Regions from separate parts of the Sus scrofa genome. Here region 2 is linked to region 1. Evidence: chromatin contacts called from public Hi-C data. All regions are on one chromosome and are shown on one strand. The core of a region is the stretch at or near the end of the contact, and the rest is flanking DNA. Distances in the headings are between cores, read along the strand shown. Region 1 has its middle 26 kb from the start of MEDAG. Region 2 overlaps LOC102159067.

Evidence for each region. Hi-C and Micro-C count contacts between places; a contact is called where the count stands out from the background.
Region 2: a contact with region 1 is called in a Hi-C map of fetal skeletal muscle, with 2.3 times the contacts expected there. The contact joins two enhancer-like sites. A contact is called at or near these places in 11 of 47 Hi-C or Micro-C datasets (alveolar macrophages, embryonic fibroblasts, epiblast stem cells and 6 more) and 1 of 2 datasets of contacts at active chromatin or transcription factors (skeletal muscle).

What each region holds. Positions count from the first base shown.
Region 1 is chr11:7,517,276-7,521,037 of Sscrofa11.1, forward strand. No RefSeq gene overlaps it. Among named protein-coding and RNA genes, the nearest start is that of MEDAG, 26 kb to the right of the region's middle. Within about 2 kb of position 1,751, at least 26 of the 83 cell types and tissues checked have an H3K27ac peak or open chromatin away from gene starts, as enhancers often do. A contact at or near this core is called in fetal skeletal muscle and retroperitoneal adipose tissue, where this site is marked.
Region 2 is chr11:7,644,327-7,648,088 of Sscrofa11.1, forward strand. All of the region lies in intron 9 of LOC102159067, which reads left to right. Among named protein-coding and RNA genes, the nearest start is that of TEX26, 74 kb to the left of the region's middle. Within about 2 kb of position 1,810, at least 16 of the 83 cell types and tissues checked have an H3K27ac peak or open chromatin away from gene starts, as enhancers often do. A contact at or near this core is called in fetal skeletal muscle and retroperitoneal adipose tissue, where this site is marked.

The DNA.
Region 1 (3,762 bases), core at 501-3,000:
GACCTCCCTGCCTTTTCCCGGGAAGCAGCAGCTGGTAGCACGGTGCTTTCCAGAAGATCCGGGTGCCTGTGAATGAGCCCACTGGACAGAGATCCAGGGCAGAGCCACATGTCAGGGACATGCCACCAGGGGCAGCCGCATCCATGGAGGTCCCTGCCCTTCCCGGGCTGCAGGGAAGCCCCAGCTGGGGAGGCTCCCTACCTGGCATCTGTTCTTCCCTCCCTGTGGCTCCCTTTGAACTTGAACCCTGTACAGCCAGACCCACAGTAAAAAGGAAGCAGGCGCAGCTAAGAAGGTCAGAGACAGGCTGATGGCTCTTCTTCATGGGCCCGCCTGGCACCTCTGGAGCTGCCGCCTTTGTTCTGTGCCTCCTGTCTCCCTCTTCCCACATAAAACTGCTCAGACCCACGTCAGCTCCTGGTTCCAACACGGAAAATATAGCAGCACACAATATGTTGTTTTGGCAGAAAGCTATGAATTTGAGTATGGAATGTCTGTCACGGGGGCCCATCCAATTAACTCACTTGTCGAGAAATCAGAATAAATAGTTGAGAAGAGGCGACTGCAGCTTCGCACAGACCTTTATTTCTTGCTTATTTTCCTGGTTGAGCAGGTGCAGTCACCAGGACATAGATTTAGGGTGCAGGAGGAAAGAATCCAGTCTTCCCCCGCCCCCCCGGCCTCCCCTTCCACGAAGAAACGGGGTCACTGCCGTGCATTTCCGACTCCGGAGTTCTGGGGAACTTCTGCTTAGGAGCGTGTCGTGGGGGCAACCCTGGCAGGTTCCCTGTGGTCTGACACAAAGCTTGGGCCTGACTCCAGAAGGTTCCCCCTTCTTAGGTTTTCCTCTGTGGCTGACGGGCTTGGCCACGCCCAGCGAACAGGGAAGGGGTCGGACAGCCCAGCCTGACACTTGTGCCCCAGGAAGCGGGGGTCCCAGGACAAGCCCCCAAAGGGAGGGCCCCGGGCTCTCGGGGAGCGCAGGGGCACTGCCTCGCCCCTACTGGGGAGCCGACGTGGGCCCCAGGGCAGCCTTTGCAAGACCTGCTCTACCGCGAGGCCCTTGAGAAAGAAGAACCCAGGGCACATGCGCGCCAATCACGTGGCTTTCCTTTGCGCTTTTTCCTGGGGCTCTCGGTCTTTACGGCCTTGCTAAGGTGGAGGTGAAGCCCAAGGCCATTCCGCATGGCACCTGCATCCCTAAGTTCGGAAGAAGCTGACGTGGGCCAGTTTCCTGCAACCGTAGGAGCAGCGAGGGACTGAATTTCCGTGGCCCACCAGGAGGCTTGGCCCGTCGCGCCCGCACGCCTTTCCCCAGTCCCGTGCTTCTGAAAGGCGCCCTCCCGGCCTCCGCGGGCCCCCATCCCTGCCCGCAGCCCCTGCGCTGCAACCTCCCAGTCATCAGCATTCACTCTCCGGTTCTGCTTCAGTGTTTTTCCAAGAGTGGTGCATAAGCCCCAGGCCAGGCAAGAGTACTTTTTGACCTTTGCTCTTGGAGGCAAGCGCTCCAAGTAATGAGGGCCGGGAAGAAGGAAAAGGCAGTGCTGAAGCCCAAATTCCATGTCCTGGGCGTCAGTCAGGAGTCAAAGGCCCCTTCTTCAAGGGCTGCAGACGAAGTTTGCCTTTGTGCTGCGGTGCTGCTTCCATTTCAAAGGCTCCATCAGCAAATTGCGTGAGTCATTCCTGGAACCTTCAGGAGTCTCCATGGTGACAGGGTTGAGTGGGCCGGAGGAGGGAAGCCAGCATTCACTGCACTCCCCAACTAGTTCCTCTTTTCTGATTTTTTTTTTCCGCTTTCAATAGAGACCATGGCTGAGGCTTTAGCTTTTTATTTTTCTAGCGAACCACAAAATGGGGCCTCCCTAAGCTCCTTTTCCATTTTGTCACAAAACATTTTATATAAATATGTATTCTTCTCTTTACCTGCCGTTGTTGAGGCCATTAAAAAAAACAAAACAAAAACTATGCATTTGTAGGTTTGAGGGTTTTTTGTTTTGTTTGTTTGTCCAGTATTTTGAGAAAAGATCTGATTTCCTGTTTGTATCAATGCAGAGCCTCTGTTACCTGGAACAGAGACGCCAGTAGCCTCAGCCCCAGAGGGTGGAACACCTTTCTAGCCCACCAGCCACACAGCAGAGGTTGACCAGAAGTCTGAAAATACTGTCCAATCAGGATTGGCAGAGACGTGGATGTTCCTATACTCCAGTGCTCTCAGTGCACAGAACAGTTTTCCTGTGATGCTCAGGGCAAAGCGCAGTACTCTGGGCCCGATAGGGAAGGAGTTAGGGAAGGAGCGTTGCCATCCCTGTCTTGGTCCCAAGAATCTGAGCAGGAATCTAGGGTTTTTGTTTTTGTTTTTGTTTTCCAAATAGAACTAAGTATTAAAATTTGTCCCCAGTGTAATGCGACTTGATCAATCTAAATATATTTGTATAATCTTGGGGGTACAGATCCTGTGGCATAGTGGTATGTCACCCAAATGCTCACGTCTGTGGGTGGCGATGAGTTTACAACACATGGTAATCTGAATTCTGCTGCCTCCAGTGTCCCCCAGCTGCAGCAGGACACACAGCCTCCCGAAGCCCTCCCCTGGCTCTGTTGTCTCCAGGGCCATGGCCTGAGCACTCTGCTCTGTAGGCACAGCCCCTCTCTCCACTGGTGGTGACTGAAGACCCAGTGTGCCGACCCTGGCAGGGCTCGGGGTGGGATGGGGGGTGGGGGTGGAAAAGGGCCTTATGTGCTCTGTTAGTCCCTGATGGGGACCCAAAGCAAGGATGCTCAGGCCTCCATGTACCAGTCCTCTCTCATCGCTTTCTGTCTCCTCCCATCGCCTCAGACCCAGCATTGGCTCCAGGAGCCCTGTCACATGGAAACCATGTCTTTGTAACCAGAATGCCTGTCACTAGAATTTCTCTGACAATGGGACTGTTCCAGTGGGTGTTGCTTGCTGAGTCTTGCTCAGGTTTCTTTCTCTTTTTCTAAATTAATTTTTAAAAATTAAATTATAGTTGATTTACTACGTTGTGCCAATTTCTGCTGTACAGCACAGTGACCCAGTCATATATATATATATTGTGTATATACACGCACACATATATATACACATTCTTTTTCTCACATTATCTTCCATCATGGTCTATCCCAAGAGACTGGATATAGTTGCCTGTGCTATACAGTAAGACCTCATTGCTTATCCATCCTAAGTGTAATAGTTTGCATCTACTAATTCCAAACTCCTAGTCCCTCCCACTCCCTCCCTCCTCCTTAACAACCACAAGTCTGTTCTCCATGTCTGTGAGTCTGTTTCTGTTCTGTAGATAGGTTCATTTGTGCCACATTTTAGATTCCATGTGGTATCATAGGGTATTTGTCTTTCTCTTTTTGACTTACTTCACTTTATATGAGAATATCTAGTTGCATCTATGTTGCCACAAGTGGCATTATTTTGTTATTTTTTATGGCTCAGTAGTATTCCATTGTGTATATGTACCACAACTTCTTAATCCATTCATCTGTCAGTGGACATTTAGGTTGTTTCCATGTCTTGGCTGTTGTGAATAGTGCTGCTATGAATATAGGGGTGCATGCATCTTTTTGAATTGTAGTTTTGTCCAGATACATGCCCAGGATTGGGATTGCTAGGTCATATGGTGGTTCTATATTTAGTTTTCTGAGGACCCTCCGTACTGTTTGCCATGGTAGATGTACTAATTTACATTCCCACCAGCAGTGTAGCAGGGTTCCTCTTTCTCCACACCCTCG
Region 2 (3,762 bases), core at 560-3,059, 130 kb after region 1:
AATATTATTGATACTAGAATAACTCCCTTTCCATCATCATAAAGACTCTTGCCATAAAGATCTCCATCAATAAAGTCAAGGTCAACTGTGTCCAAAGGCATCCTTTGTGTGTGTGGATTAGCTTTGCATCCAGGCGTCTAGAATGATGCTAATTAGATGCCATCCCTGAGAGAACTAAAAAATAGCCCTTCAAATCATTTTCTGTGCTTAGTGGTACAGATGAGGAAACTGGGAAGAGATGGTTGCATAAGTGCTATTTTGGAGTTCCCACGGTGGTGCAGCAGACTAAGGATTGGCATTGTCTGTGCAGCAGTGGCTCAGGCCACTGTGCAGTAGGTTAAGGATCTGGTGTTGCCGCAGCTGTGGCATAGGTTGCAGCTGTGTCTTGGATTTGATCCCTGGCCCCAAGAACTTCCATATGCTGCAGTTGCAGCAAAAAGAAAAAAAGAAAAAAAAAAAGCGGTACGTGGATGAGATTGGCATGGAGGTAATGCTATATTCCACCCCCCCACCCAGGACATCCCTGTTCATTTAAGTATTTCAGGCTGATTATAGGGTAGATGTAGTGCTGATAATTGGGAACTTCCAAGAGAGAAAAATGTTGGTGGAATAGCTTCGGTGTATCAGCCTAGAGAAGAACTCAAATTTTTCCATTTCTGTGTAGATCAGAAACCGCAGTAGCTGAAGTACTTCAGAGTTTTTCTTAAGCAAACTGTAGTTTTCCGTGGAATGTCACAGGAAGTGCTGCTGGTGATTCATCAGGTTAAACTTTTCCTCCTTAGCAAAAAATGAAGCTGCTGTCCAGTGTGGAGGTCCAGTGTGGAGGTCCAGAGAGTTCTGGGGTGGAGGGGTAGGGGAAGGGGAAGTGGGGAGGAGGAAGCAGCCTTGTTTACTGACCAGTCAGAACATTCCAGCTGTGACCTTGAATGGCTTCTCAGAACACAGTGAAAGCTTCAACCCATGGAAACTTTCAATCCAATAATAAAAATTAAATAGGCTTGGGAGTTCCTGTTGTGGCTCAGCGGGTTACCAACCCAACTATTATCCATGAGGATCTGGTTCCAACCCTGGCCTTCCTCAGTAGGTTATGGATCCTGAATTGCTGTGAGCTGTGGTGGAGGTCACAGAAGAGGCTCGTATCCCATGTTGCTGTGGCTGTGGTGTGGGCCAGCGCCTACAGCTTGGATTAGACCCATAGCCTGGGGACTTCCATATGCTGCAGGTTTGGCCCTAAAAAGCAATAAAAAGAAGAAGAAGTAGGCTTGGGGTATAACTCATTGGAGAAAAATAGGTCAATAGAACTGCCTCCCTATAAGTCCCCATTCCAGCCCAGTGAAGCTCTGTGGCTGCCTGTTGCATGAAAGTTGGGCAAAACGCTCATCAAGTGCCTGAGCTAGTTTAAGTCAGTCAGTCAGCATGTCTCATAGACCTCGAGGCCCCAGAACTGAGTGGTCCTCTGTCTACCCCTGGCCTCCTCAGCCAGCATCTTTGAGCTGTCATCTCTAAAGAGCTACTAGGGCCAGGACTGAATTAAATGCTAGGGACAGGAATAAGGAAAAACAGAGTGGAGTTGTAGGCAGAAGCTAAGAGTATTCTTTCGTCCATCTTGGAAATTTGACAACCTAACTAGAAAAATCAAGACAAAATACATGGGAAAAGTTTTAAAAGTGCATATAAAGAAGGCAAATAGAACACAACCAATATTTCTGCTTTCTGACCTCATCCCAGTGCTTCCTCCTACTAAGAGCACCTTCCCTCGTACACAAGGGAGGTGGGGGAAGTGATACAGCAAGCAGACCTGCACAGGGAGAGCCCCATCCAGCTGGCTGTCATTCAGCTGAGACGCTGGCTTTCCTTGAGGCTGCACGCACGCCATGCTGCCGCATCCTCTCCAGCTGATCTCCGGCCAAGCGGCCTCATTGGTGGTACCGAGCATGTTTTATGTAAGAGTTTCAAAGCTGCTGCTGCTGCTGCTGCTGCTGCTGCTTCTGCAGTAACTATAACCTGGCCTTTCATGTCTCGGTCTAGACAGATGCAGGATTGAATAAAGAATCCCTCCAAGCCCTGTGTCACATTGGCCATCTGGAACGTAGCCGGCCACTCATTTAGCAAATCGCTCTTTTTAAATGCAGCTGCTGTGTCTCAGCGTTTTTGCTACCAAGACAGATCGCATGATTCTTCTGCCTTCGTTTATCTAAGCCGTTCCTCTCAATCTGCCCAGGAACTTAAAAAGGCTGTTAATGCATGACAAGGCACTTGACCCGCGTGATTTCCAAGCCCAGGAGGAGCATTCATCTTGCGCTGGGCTGTCCTTTCCTCAAAAGCAAGGGCACCTTGCCTGTGCTCCCTGTCTTAATGAAAGCCGCCTTTATTAAGAATCCCATTAAGCTCCGCAGTGCTCAGCTATCCAGCACTGTAAATATTACCCTTTAGAAATGCATCCAGAGGCCCGGAGCAGGCAGCTGGCCCGGCAGCAAGTCGGGAGGTGACCTCAGACCTCTGATCTCCATGGACAGAAGGGTGTTGTTTGACAGCTTGGTGCCTCTCTCCTTTTGGAAAGATGGATTGCAATCATTAGCAGATAATGTCAACAAAGCCCCTGAGATGATTTGAATTAGAGTTGGAAGCAAAATGATTTCAGACTAGCAATGAGTGCTCAGGTGTTTTTGTTTTTGTTTTTGTTTTTACCTTGGTTTTTTTTTTTTTTTCCAAAGGACAAGAAAAAAGGGGACCACCCAGGCTAAGCAGTTTATTGTCAGGATGTCACTGGTCGCTGCGGCCTGTCCTGATTATCATCTGCTATTTATCAGGCAAATAATCCTGGAGTGACCACTGGTTTCATCATCTACTTAACTCAATTGGGGTCATAGTATCTTAAATCTGGAAGTCAGAAGCAAAAGAAGTGAGTGTTTATTAAATAAAGACCATATGCTCTGCCCTTAGCTACACCCACTGGAAAAGAAAAAAAAAAATAGTAAAAATGATCTTTGCCATTGAATTCTGTAGGAGACAAAAAGAAACAGAGTATTTAAAATGTAGCAGAGGGCAGTTATCAGACTTCCTGGGTTCAAATCCCAGATGCAGTTTTGGGCACATTTACCTTTTGAAACTCAGTTTTCTCATCTGCAAAACGAGGTGAACGTTTATCTCTTGGAGTTATTTTCAAGAGAGAGTGAATCAATTTTGTCCACTGTAAGAATTCAGCAAACCCTACTAATGGTAGTCAAAGGAAGCACATTCTTGACTATGAGGGGATTCGCAGAGGGAATACAGAACATTTTGGACTGGGGAAAGCAAGGCAGTCTTTATGACTTAGCTAGACCCTGAAGGAAATCTAAACTCTGGGTAGAGGAAGGGAGCTGATGTGAGCAAGAGAGATGGGGGCAGAGTAGGAGTGGGGCAGCTGAGTGGACCAGAGGGAAGAGCTCCCATTTGGGGCGTAGGCGTGGAAAGGTCGAGGGGCCCCACTGATGAAGGATCTTGAAATCCAGCTAAAGGGTTTTTACCTGATCTAACTGGAAGCAGGGAACCACCGTGATTTCTTTAGCAGGAAAGCAGCAGAAGAAGGGCCGTGGGTGAGGTTAGAAAGATTTGCCTGATGCCAGGGAATGGGGTGGTTAGCTGGAGAAATCGGGGCTGAGAGACAGGGTCCAAGCCAGGCACTGTTCTAGGCCTGCATGAAGGGTACAGTGAAGGTGGCCCCAGGGGGCTAGGATGGAAGACCTGATGCCTAGGTAAACACCAGGAGTGAGGGAGAGGGAA